Regions from separate parts of the Capra hircus genome. Here region 2 is linked to region 1. Evidence: chromatin contacts called from public Hi-C data. All regions are on one chromosome and are shown on one strand. The core of a region is the stretch at or near the end of the contact, and the rest is flanking DNA. Distances in the headings are between cores, read along the strand shown. Region 1 overlaps MROH7 (maestro heat-like repeat-containing protein family member 7). Region 2 overlaps TTC22 (tetratricopeptide repeat protein 22).

The links. Hi-C and Micro-C count contacts between places; a contact is called where the count stands out from the background.
Region 2: a Hi-C map of blood shows a contact between it and region 1, with 6 times the contacts expected there. The contact joins two enhancer-like sites. A contact is called at or near these places in 2 of 5 Hi-C or Micro-C datasets (both in blood).

The regions. Positions count from the first base shown.
Region 1 is chr3:29,181,075-29,188,295 of ARS1.2, forward strand. MROH7 (maestro heat-like repeat-containing protein family member 7) reads left to right here. Exons shown (of 22, transcript XM_018044547.1): 3 at 854-927; 4 at 2,108-2,191; 5 at 3,092-3,171; 6 at 3,473-3,602; 7 at 5,651-5,746; 8 at 6,568-6,703. Among named protein-coding and RNA genes, the nearest start is that of MROH7, 13 kb to the left of the region's middle. Within about 2 kb of position 2,992, at least 1 of the 5 cell types and tissues checked has an H3K27ac peak or open chromatin away from gene starts, as enhancers often do.
Region 2 is chr3:29,280,551-29,287,771 of ARS1.2, forward strand. All of the region lies in intron 1 of TTC22 (tetratricopeptide repeat protein 22), which reads right to left. Among named protein-coding and RNA genes, the nearest start is that of LEXM, 7.4 kb to the right of the region's middle. Within about 2 kb of position 2,696, at least 1 of the 5 cell types and tissues checked has an H3K27ac peak or open chromatin away from gene starts, as enhancers often do.

The DNA.
Region 1 (7,221 bases), core at 1,742-4,241:
GCCTGGTGGGCTGCCATCTATGGGGTCGCACAGAGTCGGACACGACTGAAGTGACTTAGCAGCAGTTGATTATAATATTATACTGATTTCAAGAGTAAAGCCCATCCTTATTTGAAGAGAGGTGATAGGTGGGCCTCGTAGCTTCACCTACCTATATGAAATGAATAGCCTGCAGGGAAGACAGAGGCTTTGCCACCAGAAGAAAGATGAGGAATTGTGGGGCTAACAAAATAGCAATTATCTATTAGGTTGGCCGAAAGGTTCATTCAGGTTTTTTCATGAGATGTTATGGGAAAAGCTGAATGAACTTTTAGCCAACCAATACTATAACAAGTAAGAATTTAACTATAAAGTGTGGTAACAACCAAGAGAAGAGAACCGAAAGATGCACAGCAGGATCACAGTGGGCCCGCTGTTACTCTGAAGGTCAGGGGAGGCCGCTCTGAGGAGTGGCAGGCAAGCGGACCTTGTCCTCTACCTGGGCAAGGGGGTGCGACAGTGCAGAGGCCCAGGCAGAGGACAAGAGCTGTGCAAAGGCCTGGCAGCAAAGCCTGCTGGGCCTGGAAGGAGGCCAGCGTGGTGGGAGCATGGTGAGTGAGGGGAGAGTAGAGGAAAGTGAGCTGCAGAGGTGGGCAGGCGAGACTGACCTGGCAGGGCCTTGAAGGCACTAATAAGGATGCGAGCCTTATGTCTGGGACACGGGGTGCCCCTGAAGGGTTTTAGGGATAGGGGCTCAGTCTGGCTGCTGGGGAAGTAAAGCTTGGAGGAGTCCCATGGGGAAGGGGAGATGGGATTCTGCTGCACTGTATCTTTACTCTCCCTCTTCTTTCCCCAATGGAACTGTGACATGCAGGAGCCTTCGATGAAGCAGCCTCATGCCTGGTGGAGGCGCCAGGGCAGAGAGATGATCGCGGCAAAGCGGCTCTGGTATGCTTCCTGCCAAACCACCTCCTGCCACCGTTTCCTGGGATGCCCTTTCCCTCCACCTCCCGCTCCCCACTCAGCATTTCTCTCTTCTCTGCCAGATTCTTCTCTGCTCTATGGCCTTATTAGTTTATCTCATTTCTTGCCAGTCTCTCGCACTGGAATTCATTCTCCACAAATCAGGTAGTTTTGTCTGTCTGATTCTCAGCAGTATTCCTAGAATCTAGAGCAGTGCCTGGCACATCCTAAGTGCTTGATAACAGTTGGTTTTTGTTTTTTGTTTTTTTTAAACAACTGAATGAATTATGAAGGTCTATAAAAGGGGAATGACCCTTTTCAGGACACAGGCCCAGCCCGGGTCTTGGCCACGCAGCAGGCCTTGGGAGGCCAGAGAAAGCCAGCATCTTCAGGATTTGGTGAGGGCCAGTGGGAGAAGACTGGACAGGCTGGTAGTGAGTGTAACACACGGAATGTGGGGGAGCCTAGTTGACGTCTAGAGTCTAGAAGCAGGGCGCCTGCCCAGGCCAGGCCGTACCACCTGTCTTCTTGCCAGGTGGAATGGGAAATAACTTGTAGCATCTTTAAACTACCGTACTGCCCATCAGATACACTTGTTTTGCTTTCTTTACAATACATTTTGTCTCTTTCATGTTTTTTTTTCTTCTTCTACCTTAAGATAAAGAGAACTAATAGATTAATGGGACATTAATTAATGGGACATTTGTATTGGCATTCCCTCTCGATAGCAGAATGCGTTAATCCGACTAGTGGGTATCCTTACAAAGGGTAGATGCTAGAAGGCCCTCACGAGGTATCACTAACGATGACATTTCAACTTGAGGTGTTGGAACCCTTTCTGTTCCACCAGTGCCTGCCTCTTCTCCCTTAGTTGACAGGTGCTTTGCAATCTGAATCTGATATCTGGTCTTCCCCCAAATCTGACCTACAGGGATTATCCTCAACCTGCTGCTACCACCATCTTCTCATATCTTTACACCCCCCACCCACCCCAAGTTCCCTTGAGGTTTCTCACTTCTCTTGAGCTGATGCTGGGGGCTGGCAGCTGGGGAGGAACAGGCAGCTTGACTGCAGGTGGCAGGTGCAAAGACAGGTGTAAGGGCAGCCCCAGGGCTGGGCTCCATGTGGCTCTCACCCTGTGGTTTTGCCCTCTACTGCCCCTGAGGTCGGGAGTGCCCTCAGCCTCCAGAAGAGCCAGAATGTGCTGGACAAGGAAGAAGAGAAGAAGACCCTGATAAAGAAGATGATGGTGCGCAAGTAGCTTGAGGGTCTGTGGCATCAGGGTGGGGAGGGGGCAGAAGTCCTGAGCCCACGCACTGATGAGGTGGGGTTGGGGTGGGGTGGGCAGAGGACATCAAGGCACAGATACTTGGGCCTTGGTCTCAGCTCCACCCTGAACTGCCCCCCCACCTACCTTGAGGGAGCTTGGCCAAGTCACTTCCCTTCTCTAAGTCTCACTCTTAATACCTCACAAGTGACTGATAAAAAAACCTGTGTCAATGGAGGACACAACCCAAAGGTTATTTCACTGTAAAATCTTAGCTCCCCGGGAACAGTCATTATGTTATTTCCCCACATAGTTCCTCTGATAGGGGAACTTCCGAAGGAACTTTCTTTTTTTCTGCTAAATGCAGTCACTTCTCAGTTATCCACCGGAGTGTCTGGGCTGGGACAGCCACTGAAGTTTCCAGAATTATATCAATAGTTAGCTATAAAGAGAGAAAAAAACCCTGTGGCTCTGATACTTTCATTTAATTAACATTAACTGAGCACCTACTGGGTGTTGGTGCTAGATCAAAAGTGAGAACTAACTGGAAGGACATTTTAAAGGAACTCAACTGGACCACTTTCAAGGGTCAGGCATAGTGTTTGGGGGCTGCTCCGTGGTTTAGACTTTCCTACCTCAGGGCTGCTGAAACAGTTCTTGCTGAGCCCTGCGTGTGTGCAGCGCGTCAGGCCCGTTTTGCAGACCTTGAACTGCGGCCTCTGGACCGGGTTAGAGCAGTCAGCTGGCTCCCTCCACTGGAGGCCAGGCAGGGAGTGAGCCGGCCCAGGCTGAAGAGTGGCCCCATTCCCTGAGGAGTGGCTGCGGCATTGGCGGTCTGTGGTGGCCTGCCCCCTCATTGACACCTCCGTGTCCCCCATCCAGAAGTGGATCCAGGAGGAGCCGCTGGATTCTCTCACGAGTTCCGTCCGCCAGCAGGCCATGGAGACCCTGACCCAGCTGAGGTGACCTCGGCCCCTTTCCCAACCCTCAGCCCCTTTCCCAACCCTCAGGCTCTGCCTGTATCTTCAGAGGCCTCCCTGCTGTGCGTGGCCCTTTCCTAGTCCCGGAGCTTTCGCCTTCCCCTTGCCCAGGCCCTGCCGGGGCTATCTGACTTGTACCCCACCACCCTCCTCCTCCTCACCTCATTTTGCCCTTCTGTGGATCTGAATCTCAGCCCTTGTCCCAGCCCTGCACCTTTCACTTCCAGCCTGCAGCCTCAGGTGCCCCCTCACTCCATGCCCTCACTTTCTGTCTCTTCCCCAGTCATTCCCAGCCTGTCCTGGGTTTGCAGGAACGGTCGGAGCTGGTGAACACATGCGTGAAGAGTGTGTTCTCCCTGCCCACCGTGCAGGCCATGCAGGAGAAAGACCAGGCCAAGGCAGATGCCTTACAGGTGAGGCAGGGCCCTCCCAAGCAGGGCCTTGGGGCTGACTGGTGTCCTCAGAGGGAGGCACGTCCCTGGACTCCCAGCAGGAGAGGAAGGGCATTATGAGAGGTAGATTGGAATCTTCAATCTCCTACTTAAGCGGCTTGGGCAATTCACCTCCCCTTTCCTGGCCCGAGCAAGCACTTGATAAATATTTGGTGAATGAGTGAGTCTGTGGAATAAAGGATCCCTCATCTGAAGCATTGCCCACGTTGGGCTCTGCCCCATGAGAAGGATGTGGGCAGATGTTGGCACGGCTCAGGAGGTGGCCAGGATTAGGAAGAAAAGGCCTGAGGATTGGGCAAGTTTGTATTGAGGCCTGGAAGTAGAACCTCAAGGGGCTCTCATGAGCACCTTCAACCCCCTGCAGGATGGCCCCTGGAAGAGTGATCAGAGGAGACCCTTCATGTGGAATGGGGTCAGTGGGGGAGGTTAGGGAGAGATATTTCGGCTCTGAGTGAGCCACAGGCTTACATCCTTTTATCCAGCAAATTTTAACTAATACCTGATCCAGAAGTACAGGGCTGAGATACTGTAGGGCTGAGGGGCAGATTATCAAAATATCATACAAATAAATGCAGAATTACAACAGTACTTGGTGCAAGCAAGAAGTACATGATACTATTAAGAGCCTGAAATGGAGGGAACCTGACCGTGTTGGGGTTCTGAGGTCGTGATGCTAGAGGCGAGAGGTTTAGAAGAGTTAACTAGCTGAAGAGGGTGGCCGAAGGAAGAGCGAGAGGCCGAGGGAATGGCCTGTGCAGCAGCCTGAGGACGGAGAGAACGTGATGACTGCAAGGATGATAAGAAGGCAGAGTGGCTGGAGTCCAGAGGCTGAGGTGAGAGCAGTTGGAGCCAGACCAGCCGCAGCGTGATGGCTCTGAGTCTTGGAGGTGAAGCACTTGAGAGGAGACTCAAAGGGGAGGCAGGGATGGGTATGAAGAGAGCCTGCAGCCTTCTTGTAGTACCAGGCCAGGCCAGCAGAGGTCAGTGCTGCACAGTGATGGACTGCAGACGGGCAGGTAGGAGGAGGGAGTTGGTGAGCAAGGCTTCCTTGGTGGTTGTGGTGTAAGCCTGGTGTGCTCAGACTCAGGAAGCCTGGACAAAGACGACCTTGAAGGAAGATGTGGAGATGATGGGAAGAAGAGAGGCAGGGAGAGAGGGCCTCAAAGACACCCCTTAGCCTTGTGTAGGTGTCATGCCTGCACCCTCCTTGAGGCAGTTTCAGGCCTGTGGTGTGACCGGGGAAGGAACAAACAATGGAGAGGAGAGAGCTGACTCCGGCAAGGGGTAACTTAGAAAATCTGTTTGGATCTAGGAGTGGTGATTTTAAAAGGAATCAGAACACTTCCTCGGAGACAATAACACAAGCAGGGCTGGTTGTCCATTGATCTAGCCCTCACGGTTCTTGAGCATTTTCCCACCCATCTTCTCATGCTCCTCATGAATTGAAACTTTGGTTCCGTGACCTTGGACAAGTGTCTCTTCCTGGGACTTCCCTGGTGGTCCAGTGGCTCAGACTCTGAGTTCCCAGTGCAGAGGGCTGGGGTTCAATCCCTGGCAGGGGAACTAGATCCCACATACTTCAACTAAAGAACTAAAGATCCCGCATGCCACAGCTAAGACCAGGCACAGTCAAATAAGTAAATAGTTTTTAAAGAACATCTCCTTATTTGCACAGTGAGAAAAACACTTTGAGGACAGAGTGATAGAGTTGTGCCAATTACGAGGCAATCCCCTGGCCCGTGGTAGATTCTCTGTAATTCTTCTTGCCCTTGTAAGCTAAGGAGTTCACGGATAATAATTACCAGTTTCTCCATAAAGAACCTGTAACCCATGGAGGGGAAGCCAGTTGCCCCATATCGCACATCGAGGTTAGTCTCACATGGTGGGACTAGGAAGCAGCACTCCTGGGCTTGAGTACACCTTCCTCCCCTGACCCACATCAGGGGTTGCCTGGGGTTGCGGTCTGCCCCAGAGGCTGCTTAGTGACTTGGTCCTCTCCGTGTTCACAGATACTTTACTGTCAGACCTTGAATGCCCTGCAGACACTTCTCAATGCCCTCTTTGTTGAGGACCCCACTCCTGCTGGGCTGAAGAGCATCTTGGAGGTATGGGGGCAGGGAGGAGAAGGGTGGAGGAGGATGGGGAATTGACTCGGGAGAACTGGGGCTGGGGGTCTGGACCCAGAAAGAGTGATTTGACTTCAGGATGTAGTCTTGTGCCAGATCTCTGCTTCCCTGGCCCTCTCACAGGTCGTGTCCCAAACTCCTCCTCCTTCACCCTCTCCCTCTCCCCCTGCGACTCCTGTGATAGCTGCTCCCATATCCTTGCTTTCTAAATTCTTGTCCTTATGCCTCTCGCCTATCTTCAAGACTCTCTACCTTTCATCTCTCTCCCATTAACCTTTGCCCTCCCTCTGGTCTTCCGTTCTGTCCTCAGCTTCTGGACCCCATGTGTCCCTATGCTCTAAGAAGAGGAGGAGGGCTGCGGTGGGTTGCTTTGATGCTCTCCCTCAGAAGCTTCCTGATAATTGGTGAAGGCTGTTCTGCCCATCCAGGGGGCAGAGGCTAGCATCTGGCTCGTAGCTCTGAGTCGTAGCCTTTTCCCCACAGCCCCTGGGGCCCTGGATGAACTCTGGGAAGGCTCATGAGAGAGCACGGGCTGTGAAAATCAGTGTCTCTGTGTTGAACCACGCACTTCTGACCCCGCCTTTCCTTGTGAGTGGCTCTGGGAGGGAGGAGGGGAGGACTGCTAGGGAGAATGTTCTCAGCTCTGAGGGAGCCCATGCATCTGCCCCGAGATTCCTAGGTGGGCCTCACTCCTCAGAGGATTCAGCTCTCCGGGCCAGGCCATCTAGCTCTGTTCACCATTTACTGTATAGCATTATTGAACCTATAAGTCTCAGTCCCTAAGATCATGACACAAACAGATGTCCTCGGGATTCCCGGCACTGGGGCTTCTTCTGGGGAGGCTCATCATTCGCATCGGGGATCCTGATGAGGAGATCGGCCGTGAAGCTCTGGACGGCATCACCATCCTCTATACCATCTTGGAGCTTCAAAAACGTAAGCCCTTTGACGTGCCTCTAACACAAGGCTTTTGAGCCAGGTACTCAGCCTCGGAATTGAGTGGACCCTTGACAACAAGGCACTGGTGGGAGATGGACGAGACCAACGCAAAGTTCAGAGAGGTCTGGAAATCAGTGTGGAGTTTAGTCCCCACAGAACTAGGAGACAGAGGTGACAAACACATTTTGGTTTAAGCAATGCTTCTGTATAAGCCTCTTCTGTTCCTTCCTAGTTTAACTTGTGATTCTCATGTTCACATTCCCAGGCCACCGTGCGCAGCCAGGAACGGCAGCCCCAGTGCCCTGGTGTCTGGTCTGTCTTCCCTGTTAGTCTATAGTTCATTTGAGTCTATGTCTCGTTCCCCATGGTGTGCCCAAGATCTCGCCCTGGGCCTGGCACATGGTGGGTGCTCAGTGAACATGTATTGGATGAGTGAACAAAGAACGGGTCCTACCTTGGAATCTGGAGTGGCTAAAACCTGTAGGCAGGAGAACATCTCTGAAAGAGCTGTGGGA
Region 2 (7,221 bases), core at 1,446-3,945, 99 kb after region 1:
GAAACACTACACGGGCCTCTCGCACTGTGGAGAGCCGAGTGAAAATGGCAGGCCAGTGCATCTCTTTTTAACAGAGCAAAGGATCAGCACTTGTGATCTGCAGGGAAGCCTGAAGATCCACGCTGCCACAGCTGAGTGGGTAATCGACAAAGGTGGGTGATCTGGCAGAACCTATAGTGAATATCAGGGTTAGGATGAGCCCCTACAGAGCAGGTGTGTGCTAACTTGGCAGATATAAGGATGGGTCTCAGATGGCTAGTTCATTTACTTCAAAAGGTGACCCTCAACGAAGGAAATGTTGGGCTCAGCTGGTAAAGAATCCGCCTGCAATGCAGGATTTTCCCAACCCTGGGTTCGATCCCTGGGTTGGGAAAATCCCCTGGAGAAGGGAAAGGCTACCCACTTCAGTATTCTGGCCTGGAGAATTCCATGGACTGTATAATCCATGGGGTTGCAGAGTCGGACACTACTGAGCGACTTTTACTTTAGCTATTTTAGGGGATTTCAGCAGAAGCTCTCTTGATATACCAGTGGCTTATTAACCTACATGTGTCTGCACAGGCTCTGTGTGTGCGCGCGTGTGCTCAGTTCTTTGTGACCCCATTGATTCTGAAGGAAAATGTCTGCCTTGCAGTTCAAACTTTGCCCCTGAGGACTTTGTAATCTGTGTTTCAGAGTCAGTTCCTGAGAGCTGACTAATTCTCTTTCAGGGGAGGGGCAATGAGGAGGAGGAAGGAGAATGAATATTTCTCGACCGTCAACTGTCCACTGGCACTTCTGTGCACTGTGGCCCTGAGCCTGCACAGCAGACTGAGAAGGTGGGACACATCCTCCTCCTTTTACTGGTGAGGAGAGAGACCAAGAGAAGAGCTGCCCAGCCAGCCCCACAGGCCAGGGGGAAAGGACCAGGATTCAAGTTCAGATCTGCCTCCCTCCAGCGCCCCTGTTCTTTCCACCTCATCACACCGACCCTGTGGAGGCTGATAATGCAGAAATAAAATTCACCAGGTGGAAGGCCTCAGAAATAAGCTCTTCCTGCTCAACTGGAATGTCCTCAGTGATGACACAGAGCAAGCCTCTGGGCTCTGCACGTGGAGCCCCACCCCACCCCACCTGGCTCCCATGGGGGCCTGCTCCAGAAAGGCAGGGCAGGTGAGGTTCCTACTCACCCAGCTCCTGCCTCAGTGGGGGTAAACAGAGGGATGGGATGGGAGTCACCCCCCACTGCCTCTACCTCCCCCAGGGTTCCTGGAAAGCCCACTGGCCCAGCCTGGGCCTCAGTTTCCACATCTACAAGCGGGGATGACCCACTGGTCTTGCCTCTCACAAGTGTGTGGGTGAGAGTGGTCCAGCATGACTGGGCAGAAGGGGCTCTGTAGAAAAGGGGCTCTGTCTAGTCCCGGATCCAAACCCAACTCTGACACTGGGTGGATCTGACGAAGTCTCCTGCCCTCTGTGATAATAACAGTGATGCCTGCATTTTCTCAGCTCCTCCCATGGGTCTGGGCTGTGTGCGCCCTTAACACACTCTGTCTTTCCTCCTGTAAAGAAGGCAATTGGGTCAGAAGATGCTAAAGGCAGCTTTGGCTCTGGGGTCCTGTATCAATGAAGAGGGGAGAACCAGTTCTCCAGATTGCCAGAAATAGAGGGAATGAAGCCAGCAGCAAAGTCAGAAAGTGCTGTTACGGCACCGAGGCCATCAGAAGGCTGGGACCAGAGCCTCGGGAAAACTGTCCCTCAGCCAGGGCTTCATGTCGGAGAGACCTGAGTCCATTTCCAGCCAGCCACTTATGACTGTGTGCCCTTGAGCAAGTCGCTACACATCCTGGAGCCTCGGTTTGCTCATCTGTAGAATGGGGTTAATAACAGTTCTGATTCCCCAGCATTTCTAGGAGGCTCAAGTGAGATAATCTGTGAAAAGCACAGGAGTGCACAGTCTCTAGCTCATTGTCTAGTGTGAGTCATCCAGCTCCTTTTCTAGTGGAACCAAGTCAAATCACTCAGATTTGTGGAGCCATGAATGTATGTATACGTGTGTGTGTGTATGCACGTGCGCGTGTGCCTGTGCATGTGTGTTTGCAAGCACCGTGGGAGGAGAAACCCTGCCTATGACCTCAAAAGTTGGAGATCAACTCTGAAGTCCTCAAAGCACCATTCCTGACGCTCCCCAAGCTGTGGTTTCCTCCCCCTCTGTGTGTTTATGTGTTTTCTTCTGCCAGGAGGCTTGTTGCTTCCCCCACCTTTTGCTCTCAAAGCCCTTCCTGTCCCCAAAATCAGCCAGGCCACCACTTCAGTCCAGTGACGGAGGAGGACTTTCCTACCTCGCACAGCCACTCAGGCAGGGCTAAGCCAGGAACCCAAATCCTGACCCCTGGCTCCCAGTGGGGTCTTCTCCCAATTTCATTGTTCTTTTCCCAAGGCTGGCTCTGGGCAGAGTTGAGGGTGAGCTCAGGGGCAGGAGGAAGTCTGAGGAGACAGAGAGGAAGGTGGGTGCTCACTTAGAAGGAGTCTTGGCTGCCCCATCAGGGGTTGAGGATGAGCAAGCCACATCCACCCAGGCTTGCTGGGGCTGGCCTTCCCTCTGTGACCCCGTTGCCTCTTCCCGCACCCCCCTCCAGGCTGGTACGACTGTCTCCATTTCACAGAGGGAGACATGGACACTCTGAGAGGTTGCGCAGCTGGCCCGGGCCACTCAGGGCGTCCTGCAGCTTGCAGACCCCCACACCAACACTCTGACTGCGGGGTCGCAGCAGTGCCTCTGTGTGCACAGTGGGCCCAGTTGCCAGGCTCTCGGGCACCTGCATTGCTGTGGGGGGATGACTGGCAGAGTGGGAAGGGAGGCTGGGGGAGACAGGGCTGTGGGGAGCAGAAATCTATCGAGAGGGCAGCTCCTTGAGGAGTTCCCTGGTCCTGGCCTCCCTGATGGTGGCAGAGTCGGGTGTGTGTGTGTGTGTGTGTGTGTGTGTGTGTGTGTGTGTGTGCGCGTGCACCTCCCTGATGGTGGCAGAGGGGTGTGTGTGTGTGTGTGTGCACGCACCTTCCTGACGGTGGCAGAGGGGTGTGTGTGTGTGTGTGTGTGCGCGCCTCCCTGATGGTGGCAGAGGGGTGTGTGTGTGTGTGTGCACCTCCGTGATGGTGGCAGAGGGGTGTGTGTGTGTGTGTGTGCACCTCCCTGATGGTGGCAGAGGGGTGTGTGTGTGTGTGTGTGCGCCTCCCTGATGGTGGCAGAGGGGTGTGTGTGTGTGTGTGCACCTCCGTGATGGTGGCAGAGGGGTGTGTGTGTGTGTGTGCACCTCCCTGATGGTGGCAGAGGGGTGTGTGTGTGTGTGTGTGTGTGTGCGTGCCTCCCTGATGGTGGCAGAGGGATGTGTGTGTGTGTGTGTGTGAGCACCTCCCTGATGGTGGCAGAGGGGTGGGTGTGTGTATGGGTGTGTGGGTGTGTGCATGCCAGGGACCCTGGATGCTGACCAGCAGTGACCTCTCAGCCCTTCCTGCTAGGTCCCAACCTGCTGGGTGCGGCAACAGTGTGGAATGCCCACACCTTTGTTTGTGAGGCTGGCTGTTGGGCCTCCCAGCACCGGCTCCGTCCTGCCTGCCCCAGCTGGCCAGGTGAAATCTGGATGGCCTGTGTCACCTTGAGCCTGTTCTGTCCTCTGTGTGACAGAGAATCACAGCACCCAACGGCAGTGTGTCCATGAGGTTTGATGTGCTAAAATGAAACGTGCTAGCGAGTGTAAAACTCAGCTCCGCGCTGGCTCCCAGTGCCACCCAGAGCCAGCCCTGCTCCGAAGCAGGGTGAAGGGTCTGCTGTGTATGTGCACGTGGGCGAGTGTATGAAGCCACCAATATTCTAGGAAAAGGGGGAGGAACTCACACAACTGAGTCGCTTGGGACAGAGATTTTGCTTTCAGAGAAAAATAAGTTTTTTACCTTATTTTAGAAAAATAATAGGAATTTTAAGACTAAAAAACCAAATTAAATTTAGCAACAGTCAAAAATTCCTCTTAGGTCCAACCCTGTGCCAGACGCAGATAGAGACAGAAGGCTCACCCTCTTGGGGGCAAGAGAGAAACTGCTTGCTGATGAGTCAGAGCCTGAGAACAGTTCTCCTGTGGAGCAAAGCCCAGGGCCATGGGGGCCCGGGGTGGAGTGGACAGGCGAGGGGCTGGGCCCCACCATGATCTGCACCCCACCTGGAGCCCTGCGTAGTCTCTCTCTTACTCCTCACAGCAACCTTATGAGATGACGTTAGAATCCCAGCTTGCAGATAAGGAAACTGAGGCTCAGAGAACTGAAGTGACTTGCCCACAACCACCTGGTAAAGGAGGAAGAATTTAAACTGTATCTGTAACTCCAAAGGGTTTGCTCTTAATACCTTTCAGCCTCAAGACTCCACCAAGAATCCATCTAGGACTGTGTGTGGAGGGCTGACGGGGGAGGAATGATGGATAAAACAATCTGCCTCATCATATTTTTGTAACTTGAAGACGAGGAAAGAGAGGGAAAGAAGGGCTGAGAGGAAAGTCACAGACACCCACTCACACACAGATATACTGCTTGTTTTTGAATATTGGGCTGAATTACTAACTTTTATAACGTTTTCTCTTGTAATTTTAGTTAGCAGATGAGCAGCTGTCATTGGTTCTTTGGCTGACCTTTACTCTTTGAGGTCTGGGGGGCTCCTCCCTGTCTGGGATAGTCCCAGCCCCCTCAGGATGAGGAATCTCTTAGAGTCACTGTACCCGGCAGGTTGGACCGCCAGTCACGGCTCCTGTGGGTGGCAACCCTCTCCATGATGGGTTCCTCAGCGGCTGCTCTACTGTCCCACTTCTTCGCCAGCCCAGCGCTGACTTCACCTCTGCCCTCATCCTGCCTACCCCCCACCTGCACACATGGCAACCCTAGGTTTCCAGGAGGCAGCGCTTGTGGGGGGCTCCCCTCCCCACCTCACTGGCCATCTGCACTATCCTTATTGCACCCCACTTCTTCAACCTCTCCAGAAAGAGCAAAGGCTTTGGAATCAGGTAGAGTGGCATGAACCCAATGGACACTTACTAGCTCTGTAGTCTTGGGCAGGTTACTTAGCCTTGCTCTGCCTCAGTTCCCACGCGTGTAGAATGGAATCAGAGGGATCTTGTGAGGACTAAGATAAAATCCGCAAGGCACCCGGAGAAGAATATTCTACTTCTGCATGCTGAATATGCTGAATATTTAAGCAGAATATTCATGAATATTAATTACTGTGTGAAAGTGTGCGTTGTATGAAGGAAGGCTTCAACATGCAGGTGAAATTTGAGCTGGGTTTTGATGAATGGAGCTTGCTTTCTAGGCAAAGGGAACAGTTCCTGCGGTGGGAGATGTGAAATAGCACAGCATGTTTGGAGAAATATGAGTAGTTTAGAGTCCCTGGGAAGTAAGAGTAGGGATTCCCTGGCAGTCCACTGGTTAGGACTTGGTGCTTTTTCTGCAGGGGCTCTGGGTTCAATCTCTGGGTTCAACTAACCTCCCACAAGCACGGCAGCCAAGGGGCGGGGCGGGAGGGGACAGGAAATGCAGCTGAGGAGGGCAGGAATCAGACTTCAGAGTCCATATCAGCAGGGCCACTGTGTCCTCTCCCTGGGAAGCTTCTGGCCACCCTCTTTCCAGGCTTCACCCCCTGCCCCAGTTCAGCTGTCACCAAAGGACCTTTGCACATACCACGCCCCTGCCAGGAGTGCCCTCACCCCATTCCTGCCAGGACACTCCTGCTTCTTCCTGAAGCCTCCCCCAGTCACCTGTACTGAAAGGAAGTGCACCTTCTCTGAAGCTCAGTTATTGTCACTCTATGCCCAGGACCTCAACTTGCCAGGTCCCCATTAATTCCAACACGGGTCTTGATGTCCCCAAAGTGGACTTCCCTTCTCAGCCTCTGCGGGAAGGGGCGGTGTCCTGTTTTTGGTCCAGAAACTATGGTCTCTGGTGTACAGAGATGAGAATACCAGATCACCTGACCTGCTTCTTGAGAAACCTGTATGCAGGTCAGGAAGTAACAGTTAGAACTGGACATGGACCAACAGACTGGTTCCAAACAGGGAGAGGAGTACATCAAGGCTGTATATTATTGTCACCCTGCTTATTTAACTTTTATGCAGAGTACATCATGAGAAATGCTGGGCTGGAGGAAGCACAAACTGGAGTCAAGATTGCCAGGAGAAATATCAATAACCTCAGATATGCAGATAACATCACCCTTATGGCAGAAAGCCAAGAAGAACTAGAGATGAAAGCGAAAGAGGAGAGTGAAAAAGTTGGCTTAAAACTCAACATTCAGAAAACTAAGACCATGGCATCTGGTCCCACCACTTCATGGCAAATAGATGGGGAAACAATGGAAACAGTGATAGACTTTATTTTCTTGGGCTCCAAAATCACTGCAGATGGTGACTGCAGCCATGAAATTAAAAGACGTTTGCTTCTGGGAAGAAAAGTTATGACCAACCTAGACAGCATACTAAAAAGCAGAGATATTACTTTGTCAACAAAGGTCCATCTAGTCAAAGCTATGGTTTTTCCAGTAGTCATGGATGGACGCAAGAGTTGGACTATAAAGAAAGCTGAGTGCTGAAGAACTGATGCTTTTGAACTGTGGTGTTGGAGAAGACTCTTGAGAGTCCCTTGGACTGCAAGGAGACCCAACCAGTCCATCCTAAAGGAAATCAGTCCTGAATACTCATTGGAAGGACTGATGCTGAAGCTGAAACTCCAATATTTTGGCCACCTGATGCAAAGAATTGACTCATTTGAAAAGACCCTGAAGCTGGGAAAGATTAAAGGCAGGGGGAGAAGGGGACAACAGAGGATGAGATGGGTGGATGGCATCACTGACTCAATGGGGATGAGTTTGAGTAAACTCCGGGAGTTGGCAATGGACAGGGAGGCCTGGCATGCTGCAGTCCATGGGGTCGCAAAGAGTCGGACACGACTGAGCAACTGAACTGAACTGAACTGGTGTACAGAGCTGAGAGACGATTGTCTCTCAGGCTATGCAATAAATACCTGTGAGCTCAGCCAGTCATAGGCACATCTGACTCATCCATTTGTGCCACTCCCCCAGAGACAGGACTCTAAGAGGACTAGTTGATGAAGGAACAAATGTTTGCTTCTCCCTTTGTTCATGAGTTTCTGAAAGGCAGGAGTTCTTAAAGATAGGGCCTGGCACACAGTAGGTGCTCAATAAATGTT